Linked DNA regions of Sus scrofa: all the other regions are linked to region 1. A link is a contact called in public HiChIP or PLAC-seq and promoter capture Hi-C data. All regions are on one chromosome and are shown on one strand. The core of a region is the stretch at or near the end of the contact, and the rest is flanking DNA. Distances in the headings are between cores, read along the strand shown. Region 1 holds the start of PSMB4 (proteasome subunit beta 4). Region 2 holds the start of SNX27 (sorting nexin-27). Region 3 holds the start of VPS72 (vacuolar protein sorting-associated protein 72 homolog).

Region 1 (3,912 bases), core at 599-3,098:
ATTAAAAAGAAAAAAAGTGAAAGAGAAGAAAGAAATTTCCGAAATCTCCCTTGTTTCAGTTTAATTTATATCCTGTTGTTTTCATCTTAGAACAAAAGACATGCTGGTCACCTTCTTCTGAGTATTACATCATCAATTCTTAGTAGTTTGCTTTCCCTGTCATCCTACTCTCAGGCTGGAAAATTCTAGACTTGCTTCTTTTAGACTCTGTGGAATTTGACTACCTGCCTAATCTCTGGACCTGGCACTAGCCCTACCACAGCGTTAATTAATCCAGGGACTGAAAAGGAGGGAGCCCAGAAACCAGCAAGCCACCTCAGGCCACATCTTAACAAGAATATAGACAGTTAATTGCTGGCTAATTGTTTTAAAGTTCATATGATGAGTGCTCAGGTAGCTATGAAAGCAAGGTATTCTAGTGGTTTTGGAGGAATCCCATTAAGCTTTCTGTCATAACAACAGATAGCTGCTAATTGTCCAAGTAAGTCTCTGAGTAAGTAAGATTCACCTGGAATATGGAGTTTGGGAGGAGGTGGCTATTAATTAGAATTGGTAGTAAATAAATAATAATAAAGAAGACGAATAAACAAATATGATTATTAATGAGCTATTAGAAGAAGAAATCAACTACCTAGTTTTCAGCCAAAAGATGATACAAAGAGCAACAGCTGGTTGTCTCTCACACAAGACCTTGACCCTTCCCTTCCAGGGTTTCATGACCTAATAAAATATTTTATTTCAATTAGGCTAAAATTTCATGCGTTGCTTTGGTTCAGATTAACTCAGGGAATTTAAAAAACAAAACTGATTTGGTTTCCCGCTGAGTCAATAATTTAAAATCTAATTGTGTAGGGAGGAGTGGCAAACTATCAGGTTTAGGTTCACCTGTTTGATTCTAGACACTGCTTCCAGCCCCTGCTACAGAACCACATTGAGAAGGGAACGCCTGGAATTTAGTTACATTCCCACAGGCAATGGAATTTTTCTGCTGTTTAAGAGGTAGGTAAGAGCATTTCACAACTAGGTAACTTTCAGAGATTTGTCGAAGGTTCTGCACAGTGAGTGACCCACCTGAGATATTATACACCGCAAGGTACGCACAACTGTAAGATTCCTAGACTCAGATCTACCATTATTTGCTGTGTGATCAGGTAAATCACTATTCAAGTCTCTGTTTCTTACCTATAAAATGGGTCGAATATGCCACATGAGGCTGCTTTGAGAAATACAGAACTTAAGAGATCCTGGGTTCACTGTTAGTTTCGTGTGAGGCTTTTCTTTTCTTTTTATTTTTTTTTGTCTTTTTAGGGCCGCAGCTGGGGCATATGGAGGTTCCTAGGCTAGGGGTCCAATCGGAGCTGTAGCAGCCGTCCTACCCCAGACCCACAGCAACGCGGGATCCAAGCCTCCTCTGCGACCCACACCGCAGCTCACGGCAAGGTCGGATCCTTAACCCACTTAGCGGGGCCAGGAATCGAACCCTCATGGATGCTAGTAGGGTTCGCTAACCACTGAGCCACGACGGAAACTCCTAAAGTGTGGGCTTTTTGATAAGGATCCAAAAAGGAAAGGAGACTTCCTGCCTCCTCGCTCAGGTCAGAGTCTTGACGAGCCCGCCCCCTCCCCATCTGCCACACCACCCTCTCCCTCCTTGAATTTGAGCATCAGAACATTGTTCTAGTCTAGACTCTACCGCTACGTATGCGACGCCTGGCAATTCCAAATCTCTGGGTTTCGGTCGCCACCCAGGATGCTCATACGGTCTGTCCCGACCCTAACAACATGGCTGCGGGAAGTGGCTTTCAGGAAGAAAGAAGGTGTGGCACTGAAGGATCACTTCCGCTTCCGTCGGCGCAAACGCTTTCATTTCTTGAGCTACGGTGACTAAGATGGAATCGATTTTGGAGTCGCGGTCGGGACACTGGGCCGGGGGTCCGGCTCCTGGACAGTTCTACCGCATTCCTCCCACTCCTGGATCCATCGTGGACCCGGCATCCGTGCTCTATGGGAGTCCGATTACGCGCACCCAGTAAGCTCTTGGCGTCTTAGCCTGGGCGGGGGAGAGACCGTGGGGCCTGGTGCGGCCGGCTGGTTCGGGGAGCCAGGGCAGGCGAGGCGGGGACCCCCGGGCGCGCTAACAGCGGGACAGCTCGAGGAGTAGGGCCTGGAGAATGAAAGGAGCCATGGAAAGTCAGAAGCGGAACCCACAGAGCGGGAAGCGGGCCTAGGCTATTCTCCTCCACCTCTCGCCAGACCCTTCTTTATCTCCAGGAACCCCATGGTGACCGGGACCTCGGTTCTGGGAGTCAAGTTTGAGGGCGGAGTGGTGATTGCAGCAGACATGCTGGGCTCCTATGGTTCCTTGGCTCGTTTCCGCAACATCTCTCGCATTATGCGAGTCAACAACAGCACCATGCTGGGTGCTTCAGGAGACTACGCTGATTTCCAATATTTGAAGCAAGTTCTCGGCCAAATGGTGTAAGTCATCTAGAGAATAGGAGTAGTTCCCAGGTGGGGAGGGGAATCCACTGTTTTTATCCCATCAAGATGTTCTAGTGTGGAGGAACTTGAAGCTGCAGTAGAGGATGGGGAGACTTGTTGGGGGGTGAAAGATTCGAGGATGTTTGCAAATAGTTTATTTTAGTGGGTTTAAGAGGGGAAGATTGTGGTCACATCTTTTGGGGGTGGATGGAAAACCCGATTTCTGTTCTCTCCCTTTTCTCACAACCAATTCTTTTTAAGGATTGATGAGGAGCTGCTGGGAGATGGACACAGCTATAGTCCTAAAGCTATCCATTCGTGGCTGACCAGGGCCATGTACAGCCGCCGCTCCAAGATGAACCCCCTGTGGAACACCATGGTCATCGGAGGCTATGCTGATGGAGAGAGGTTGATTTGAATACAAATAACTATCTCTTCTCCCTGAGTGAATCCCACTTCTGACTCAGACCCCTTGGTCCCATCCTTCAGCTAACATATAGAAACCTAAGGTGAAATGAGTTCTTTGACCTATTGTGTCCTGTTAGCTTCCTGGGTTACGTGGACATGCTTGGTGTAGCCTATGAAGCCCCTTCGCTGGCCACTGGTTATGGTGCATACCTGGCTCAGGTAAGTAGTTGGTTGAGGGATGAGGGATAGAAGAAGACAGAAGGCAATAGGGATTAGTGGTTGTCTACCCTTGCAATTCTGACATGAGGAACAGGCTAGGATCCCTACTGCTGGGCAGATGGTTTTCTTTGTGGTCCAGAGACCATGTCAAGGTGATAGGTCCAGGAGTCAATATACATGTGCAAAGAGAGGACACTCTAGAATTTCCCTTTCAAGTGGGTCTTAGCACAAACAGTTCATGCTGGTGAGGCAATAATGAATGTCACCTTTTCACTCATTTATGATTCCTTTTACATTAAGGATTTGCGTCAAATTGCCTGGCATTCAGCCCCTCATATCTCCCATGTTTTCTTTTTTTTTTTTTTCTCCCTCTGATCTCTCTAGCCTCTGTTGCGAGAAGTTCTGGAGAAGCAGCCAGTGCTGAGCCAGGCCGAGGCCCGAGAGCTAGTGGAACGCTGCATGCGAGTGCTGTACTATCGAGATGCCCGTTCTTATAACAGGGTGAGAAGTGTGCATAAGGTGGTGGGGATCTAATTGGCAGGTTCTTGGATACTTCCCGTCCCTGAGTCTCTATGCTTCAAAGAAGAGGGTGTCCCATTTCTGTGTCTTCGCTTTTTCATTTTAGGGAAAGACCCTCAACTTGACCTTTGACCAGGGACTTCTTTCATGAGAGCTCTGCTTTTCTTTCAGTTTCAAATTGCCACTGTAACCGAAAAAGGTGTTGAAATAGAAGGACCCCTGTCTGCAGAGACCAACTGGGATATTGCCCACATGATCAGGTGATTGAAATTACAGTTAAAAAAA
Region 2 (3,634 bases), core at 574-3,073, 220 kb after region 1:
AATTGCTGCCATTTGCAAGCAACTCCACTCTTGGAGTTCCTGCTGTGGTACAGTGGATTAAAAATCCAACTGCAGGAGTTCCTGTTGTGGCTCAGTGGGTTAAGAACCCAATTAATATCCATGAGGATGCAGTTTCAATTCCTGGCCTCACTCATTGGGTTAAGTGTCCAGTGTTCTCACAAGCCGTGGCATAGATCGCAGATGCAGCTTGGATCTGGTGTTGCCATGGCCGTGGTGTAGACCAGCAGCTGCAGCCCTGATTCAACCCCTAACCTGGGAACTTCCATACACCGCAGGTGTGGCCCTAAAGAGAAAAATCCAACTGCAGTGGCTTAGGTTACTGGGGAGGCAAGGGTTCCATCCCTGGCCTGGAACAGTGGGTTAAAGATCTGGCATTGCCACAGCAGCTGTGGCACAGGTTGAAGCTTAACTTGGATTCAGTCCCTGGCCCGGGAACTTCCATACACGGTAGGTATGGCCATTGAAAAAAAAAAAAAAGAACTTGGGAATTCCCATTGCGGCACAGCGGAAACGAATCATAAGGTTTCAGGTTCGATCCCTGGCCTTGCTCAGTGGGTTAAGGATCCGGTATTGCCATGAGCTGTGGTGTAGGTTACAGACCTGGCTCAGATCCTGTGTTACTGTGGCTGTGGTACAGGCTGGCAGCTATAGCCCCAATTAGACCCCTAGCCTGGGAACCACCATATGCTGACAAGTGTGGCCCTAAAAAGCAAAAAAAAAGACAAAGAAAAGAACTCCACTGTGATGATGGGAAGAACAAAATGAATTTCAAATAAAGGTTAACTTCAAAATCATTGCTCCATAATGTCTGTTATCACTATACGTGGAATTAAGAAATAAATACTAGTGAATATAACAAAAAAGAAAGACGCACAGATAATAGAAAACAAACTAGTGGTTACCAGTGGGGAGAGAGAATGAGGGAGGGGCACAATAGTGGTAGGGGATTAAAAGGTACAAACTGCTGTGTATATAATCAATAAGCTACAAGTATATACTGTGTGGCACAGGAAATAGAGCCAATATTTTATAATAGCTATAAATGGAGTATAATCTTTAATAATTGCGAATCACTATACCTGACACACAATATTGTATTTCAACTATACCTCAACTAAAAAATATATATATGAATATTTTTAAATTAAAAAGCAAAAACACCCAAACCTCCAAATCATTGCAAACTGAAATGATTAATTGGCCTACTCTAATATCCAGGTCTAAATCACTGGGACCACAGTTTCTCCTACATATGCTTTTCACATACGTGGGGCATAGTTTTTAGGTAGTTGCGGTATACAAAAATAATGTTGCACAAAAATAACTGGGCTTTAGTTCCTATTACTTAATAGCTCACTTTGGTTCGGTTTCCTAATACGTGAAATAGAGAAATGAATTCATGTTCCATTTGTCTCACAAGATTGTTGGGGTTGTGGAATAAAATTACCAACGTAGAAACAAAGTTATTGAGCAAACGAGTTGTTACAATTTAAGACTGTGTTGAATCGCAGACGTCGATTTGTCCTAATATTATTGTTTTTAGAGGCCACTAAATGAAAGGAGAAAAATAAAACTTGTCCCACCTCAACAGCTGAACCTGTCAGCCACACTCGAGGCTGGGTTGGCAGCTCACGGTCCAACAGGAAACTCCTAAAAAAAGCGTAAAGGGCGAACTACAACCCCCAGCAGGCTTTGCGCCCGAAATTGCGTCATATAACTTCAGCTCCGTCCTGGGCCTAGCCCTACCCCCACAGCCCTCACCATCCAGAAACTACATCTCCCAGGAGGCTTCACGGTGTCTAACCGTCCTCTTTCACCCCCGCCCCCTGCCTCCCCATAGCCCGCGCCGGCAGCTCGGTGGCCAACTCCGGTCCCGCGATCGGCAGAGCGAGCGCGCGCGCCGGAGGTCGCGCGGCTGCTGAGAAGGGCGAGCACGCGCGGAGGGAGTGGAGGCGTAGCGGGGTGGGAGTACAGCTCGCTCAGCTCGCAAGATGGCGGACGAGGACGGGGAAGGGATTCACCCCGCAGCCCCTCACAGGAACGGAGGTGGCGGCGGCGGTGGAGGGTCTGGGCTCCACTGCGCCGGGAACGGCGGCGGGGGAGGCGGCGGCCCGCGGGTCGTGCGCATTGTCAAGTCCGAGTCCGGCTACGGCTTCAACGTGCGGGGCCAAGTGAGCGAGGGCGGGCAACTGCGGAGCATCAACGGGGAGCTGTACGCGCCGCTGCAGCATGTGAGCGCCGTGCTGCCCGGGGGGGCGGCCGACCGGGCCGGGGTGCGCAAGGGGGACCGCATTCTGGAGGTGTGAGTATCCGGGCTGCTCACCGCCCCATCCCCTCCGCCTGTCCCTGCATTTTCCTTCTACCCCTGTCACCCTCAGGCCGCACCTCCCCGCAACCGCCGAACCGGCCCTCCGGACCCCCGCCTCTCCATGAGGCTTGACCCTTTTACCTCCCCACACCCTGGGTTTCTGGGACCCCCACCTCTCTCCCTGTAATCTCCGGTGTGTGTCCCGTTGCCCGTACTGCTTTTACCCCTGCCCCCATTCCTTTGGTTTCCTTTCTGCCCCTTTGCCTTCCCCTTTGGCATGCGGCTTTCTGCTCCTCGGTGCCCCTCGCTTTCCTCATATTGACTCTCTTCTGCTTCTAACTGACAGCATTTCCTTTTCTGACCCAGCCACAGTGCCTCCTCCCTAAGTTCTCATCCTGAGCATCGTAGTTTCTTGTTCTCCACCACTCCTTTCAGCCCCCTGGACCGTCCCCTCTCCCCTCTAGAGCAAGTAGGCGGGACCTTTGGTCGCTCCTACTCCCCGCCCCCCGCGCCCCCCGCAACAACGTCCCTCCACGCCGCACTCTTTTTCTTTTCTTAGTTACCCTCTCCTTATGGTTAAGCACTCCCTGTATTTTTCTGTCCTGCTGTGTGCCCCTTTCCTCCCCTTCGTGTTGTATTCGTACTCCGAGAATACCTTCTTTTCTGCCCCCCCCCCAAATGATGGTGTCGTCTTTGACATGATAGTTTCTCTCCACCGTAATTCCCATATTACACCAGGATTTTGACTCTAGGGTCTCCATCACTACATCCCTCTGAGAGCATCCCTGTTCTGGCCCCTGTCTTCACTCTTGCACCATACTCATACTTCTTTTGAGTCAGGTTTAGAGTAGAGCTCTCCTTAGCTCCTTGCTTCCCCCAAACTGTGACCCTCTTTTGGGTCTTTGACTTCCCCCTTTTTCAGGGCAGGCCATTTTCATTCTCTCTCCTACTCTGTTCTCTTGTTATCTCGTGCTTGACTTTATCCTATTCTTTCTCTCTTATAGGTTCCTTGCCCTTCCTTCTCTTTTTAGGCCCCTTCTGCTGCTGCAACCCATCGTCTTTCCTTGCTGCAGTCCCTCCCCCTTCATACTCCTTCATCCTTACTTGCTCACTGCATCCCTTAAAGCTCTGGCAGGATGCTGCCTTGTCTTGCAATTTCTTTGCAGACCTCCCTCATGTCTTTAATCCAGGTGTTACATTTGTGTTTTTATACTTTGCATTAAGATTTATACAGTGATTGCTGATTGACTGCTAGGTGGTATATCCTCTCATTGTCTCCATTATCCTCAGCAGTCTTCAATCCTG
Region 3 (3,387 bases), core at 445-2,944, 220 kb before region 1:
ACAGGAATAGGAAAATGGCCTTTGGAGGAGGGATGGGAAAGTTCTATTTTAAACTACTTGCTTAGGGGGTTGTTGTGATGATTCCTAATCAGTCACCAAGTCCTGTGGATTCTATTTCTCCTTAATTTCTCCTGAACCCTCCTGATCATGTTTCTCTACTCCCGCTGCCTTCTTCAAATCCACAATACAGAGTGATCTTTATAAAGTACAAATCTGATCATAAAACTATGACAAATATTCTCAGTCCTCTGGATGAAGAGCAAAACTCCTTAACATGGCTCACAAGCCCTCCATGATCTGGCCCACGCCTACTCCCTCCAGCCTGACCAACCTTTATTCTCCTTCATGGTCTGGATAATGACAGTAGATATGCAGGTCCCTGACAAGGATCTCAGCGTTTTTATACATCTCTGCCCCACCCCCTCGCTGGACCAACCCTCCTCCTTCCCCTGCTCCTACTCCTACCACTATTCAGCCAGCCAAGGCCACTTTTCATATGGTCCTCAGCTTATCCTGATGCCTATCCCAAACAACTTTGGCTCCATGTGGAATTTAAACTGACTTAATTCAGCTAGTTCCCCCACTGGAATCTGGAATATGTCAGAACAAAATGGTGGGGTCTGTTTTTTGGTTTGTTTTCTTTTTGGCTGCGCTGGAGCCATGTGCAACTTCCCCACCAGGGACTGAACTGGTGCCAAAGGAGGTGACCCAAGCGGCAGCAGTGACACCATGCCCTTAACTGGCTGAGCCACAGAGGAACTCCCCAAAGTGGTGTTTTTAATACTCTGTTTCCCTAAAGCCTATCACAGTTCTTGGCTTGCTCTATGCGTTTAATATATTTGATGAACGGTTAGATTCAATCAATATAAAATTTAACAAGTGCCAACCCAATGAGGACACTGGACCAGGCATTGGACATGTGTACTGTTAAACAAAACAGATTATCTCTAACCTTAAAGCGCTTACAATCTGATAGAAAAGTATAAACAAGCCAGCAAAAGCTATTACAAATCGAAATAGGTTCTACGAAAGATATATAGGGAGAAACTTCTTAGCACAATCAAGGAAAGGCTATTTACCCAAGAGACATTTACACCGAGATCTGAAAGCTGAAAAAGGAGTATGCTAAGTGCCTCTATTTTTTCTTGAGAGAGATTTCTTTTCTATACTTGAGATGAATAACCAGGCAGTGGGCCAACGAGCATACACCGCGTGACTACGATGTGCTGTATGCTAGACGTCAGAAGTGCAATGAGAGATGCAGCTGGGGAAGTACACAGCAGGTTTCAGCCATCCAGGACTCTCCCTTCCAGGACTCCAGTTTATCCTCCAGTCTCGCCCACCCCATCTCGAGTATCAGCTACCAAGGATCCTCTCTTCCCCCACCCCCTTCTTTGTCCGAGGTTTCTCCCTTCAGGACTCCTTTCAGCTTCCTTCCCTCCCTCTTCCTGGGCCCGGCTCTTGCCTCAGTGAAACCCCCATAAGTCGTCTGGTAGAACTCATCTTCCTCCTCTGCCTCCAGGAGACCAGAAAGCCGGTTCCCTGCGGTCTTCCGGGGGGCCCGGCCCCCAGCCAAACTCATAGTGCCTACTCAGACTGCGCCACCACCAGCAACCCCTCACACAGCGCGGTCCTCAAGGATCGGCTCTCGACACCACTACCTGCGGGCGGCATGCGACGGCGGAAGCCGGTCATCTACAGGCAGAAGTAGCAGAGCGTCGAGAGATTCCTAGTCCCGCCCCCGAAATCTTCTCACGGCTTCAGCCCCGCCCACGCCTGCGCAGAGACTACCCCAAGCTCCCCGCCCCAGTTCCGGCGCCCATCTGGGCTGTGAAATACTTCGATTTGGTGACCCCCAGAAACCCCGCTACACTGAGTGCAGAAATCGGGAGCCAAGAAATTTTCATTTAGAAGAGGTCAGTCTCCCTCTGCTCCAGTTCGTTTTCCACTCTGCTGCCAGTAGGAACCTTTCTAAAAACCCAGATTTTGTCACACTTTTGCTCAAAAATCTTTAATGGCTCCTTCCTTGTCGACTTACAGGGTAAAGTCCAAATGTTTTTTAAATTTAGTTTTTAGTTTATATTGGATTATAGTTGATTTTCAATGTTGTGTTAATTTCAGGTGTACAGAAAAGTGATTCAGTTATACATATACCCATTCGTCTTTTTAAGTAAGTTGTTTTTTTTTTTTTTTTTGTCTTTTTGCGGTTTCTTGGGCCACTCCCGTGGCATATGGAGGTTCCCAGGCTAGGGGTCGAATCGGAGCCGTAGCTGCAGGCCTACGCCAGAGCCGCAGCAACGCGGATCCCAGCCGCTTCTGCAACCTACACCACAGCTCAGGGTAACGCCGGATCCTTAACCCACTGAACAAGGCCAGGGATCAAACTCGCAACTTCATGGTTCCCAGTCAGACTCGTTAACCACTGAGCCACAATGGGAACTCCTTAAGTAAAATTAAAAAAAAAAAAAAAAAATTCCCCCTTTTTCGGCAACCCGCATGACATGCAGAAGTTCCAGGACTAGGGATCAAATCCAAGCCAGAGCTTCGACCTACACAAAGCAACTTCTGATTATCTATTTTATTTTATTATTTTCTTTTCTTTCTTTCTTTCTTTTTAGGGCTGCACCCGCTGCATATCGAGGTTCCCAGGCTGGGGGTTGAATCAGCTACAGCTGCTGCCCTACACCACAGCCACAGCAATGCAGGATCTGAGCTGCATCTGTGACCTACACCACAGCTTAACCCACTGAGTGAGGCCAGCGATTGAACCCGAGTCCTCATGGATTCTAGCCGGGTTCGTTAACCGCTGAGCCAAGACGGGAACTCCTGATGTTTGTCCTTCTCTGCCTGAAAGTCCAAAATTCTTGTGGCGGAATAGTAGCATGGCTGAGAGCTGAGTTGTAGAGCCAGCCAGACCTGAGTTTGAGTTTGAGTTTAAGGTCTTCTAGCTGTGTGACTTTGGACAAGTTGTTTTGCCTCCCTGAATTTTAATCTTCTCATCTGTAAAGTGACACTAATAAGAATACCTACACTTTTAGGTGGTTGAGAAGATTTAAATATCTAATCCTTGTAAACCACTTAGCACAGTAATAAGCACATAGATGTTTGTTTGGTAGGGGATAACTACTATTAACATAGCTTTCAAGATCCTTCATCAGTCATTTAGCTTCTCCCTGCCTTTAACAGCCTCACATTATTCCACATCATCCTATTCTAGCATCGTTTCCCTGACACCAATTCTTTATCATGTCTCCGTATTTTTCCTTCTTAAAATTTCTTCTTTTTCTTACCTACCTGGCAAAATTCCAGTTCTGTAGGACAGTGAAGTCATCTCACATCTGTTTCTGTCTTCCCGGTGCAGTTTCTATAACCATGGAGATCATGCCT

The links. Promoter capture Hi-C pulls out the DNA fragments that hold promoters and counts their contacts. HiChIP or PLAC-seq counts read pairs in DNA pulled down with a chosen protein or histone mark.
Region 2: an H3K27ac HiChIP or PLAC-seq map of alveolar macrophages shows a contact between it and region 1. The contact joins the promoter of SNX27 here to the promoter of PSMB4 in region 1. A contact is called at or near these places in 2 of 47 Hi-C or Micro-C datasets (heart right ventricle and skeletal muscle) and 1 of 2 datasets of contacts at active chromatin or transcription factors (alveolar macrophages).
Region 3: a contact with region 1 is called in a promoter capture Hi-C map of liver, with 2.3 times the contacts expected there. The contact joins the promoter of VPS72 here to the promoter of PSMB4 in region 1. A contact is called at or near these places in 1 of 5 promoter capture datasets (liver) and 1 of 2 datasets of contacts at active chromatin or transcription factors (alveolar macrophages).

Annotation. Positions count from the first base shown.
Region 1 is chr4:97,835,845-97,839,756 of Sscrofa11.1, reverse strand. It overlaps PSMB4 (proteasome subunit beta 4), which reads left to right and starts at 1,848. Exons shown (of 7, transcript NM_001244455.1): 1 at 1,848-2,029; 2 at 2,272-2,478; 3 at 2,743-2,889; 4 at 3,027-3,108; 5 at 3,493-3,609; 6 at 3,799-3,887. The coding sequence starts at 1,890.
Region 2 is chr4:97,619,005-97,622,638 of Sscrofa11.1, reverse strand. It overlaps SNX27 (sorting nexin-27), which reads left to right and starts at 1,823. Exons shown (of 12, transcript XM_003125761.6): 1 at 1,823-2,323. The coding sequence starts at 2,013.
Region 3 is chr4:98,060,568-98,063,954 of Sscrofa11.1, reverse strand. It overlaps VPS72 (vacuolar protein sorting-associated protein 72 homolog), which reads right to left and starts at 1,694. Exons shown (of 6, transcript XM_001929654.5): 1 at 1,466-1,694. The coding sequence starts at 1,582. It also overlaps a transcript of PIP5K1A not described here.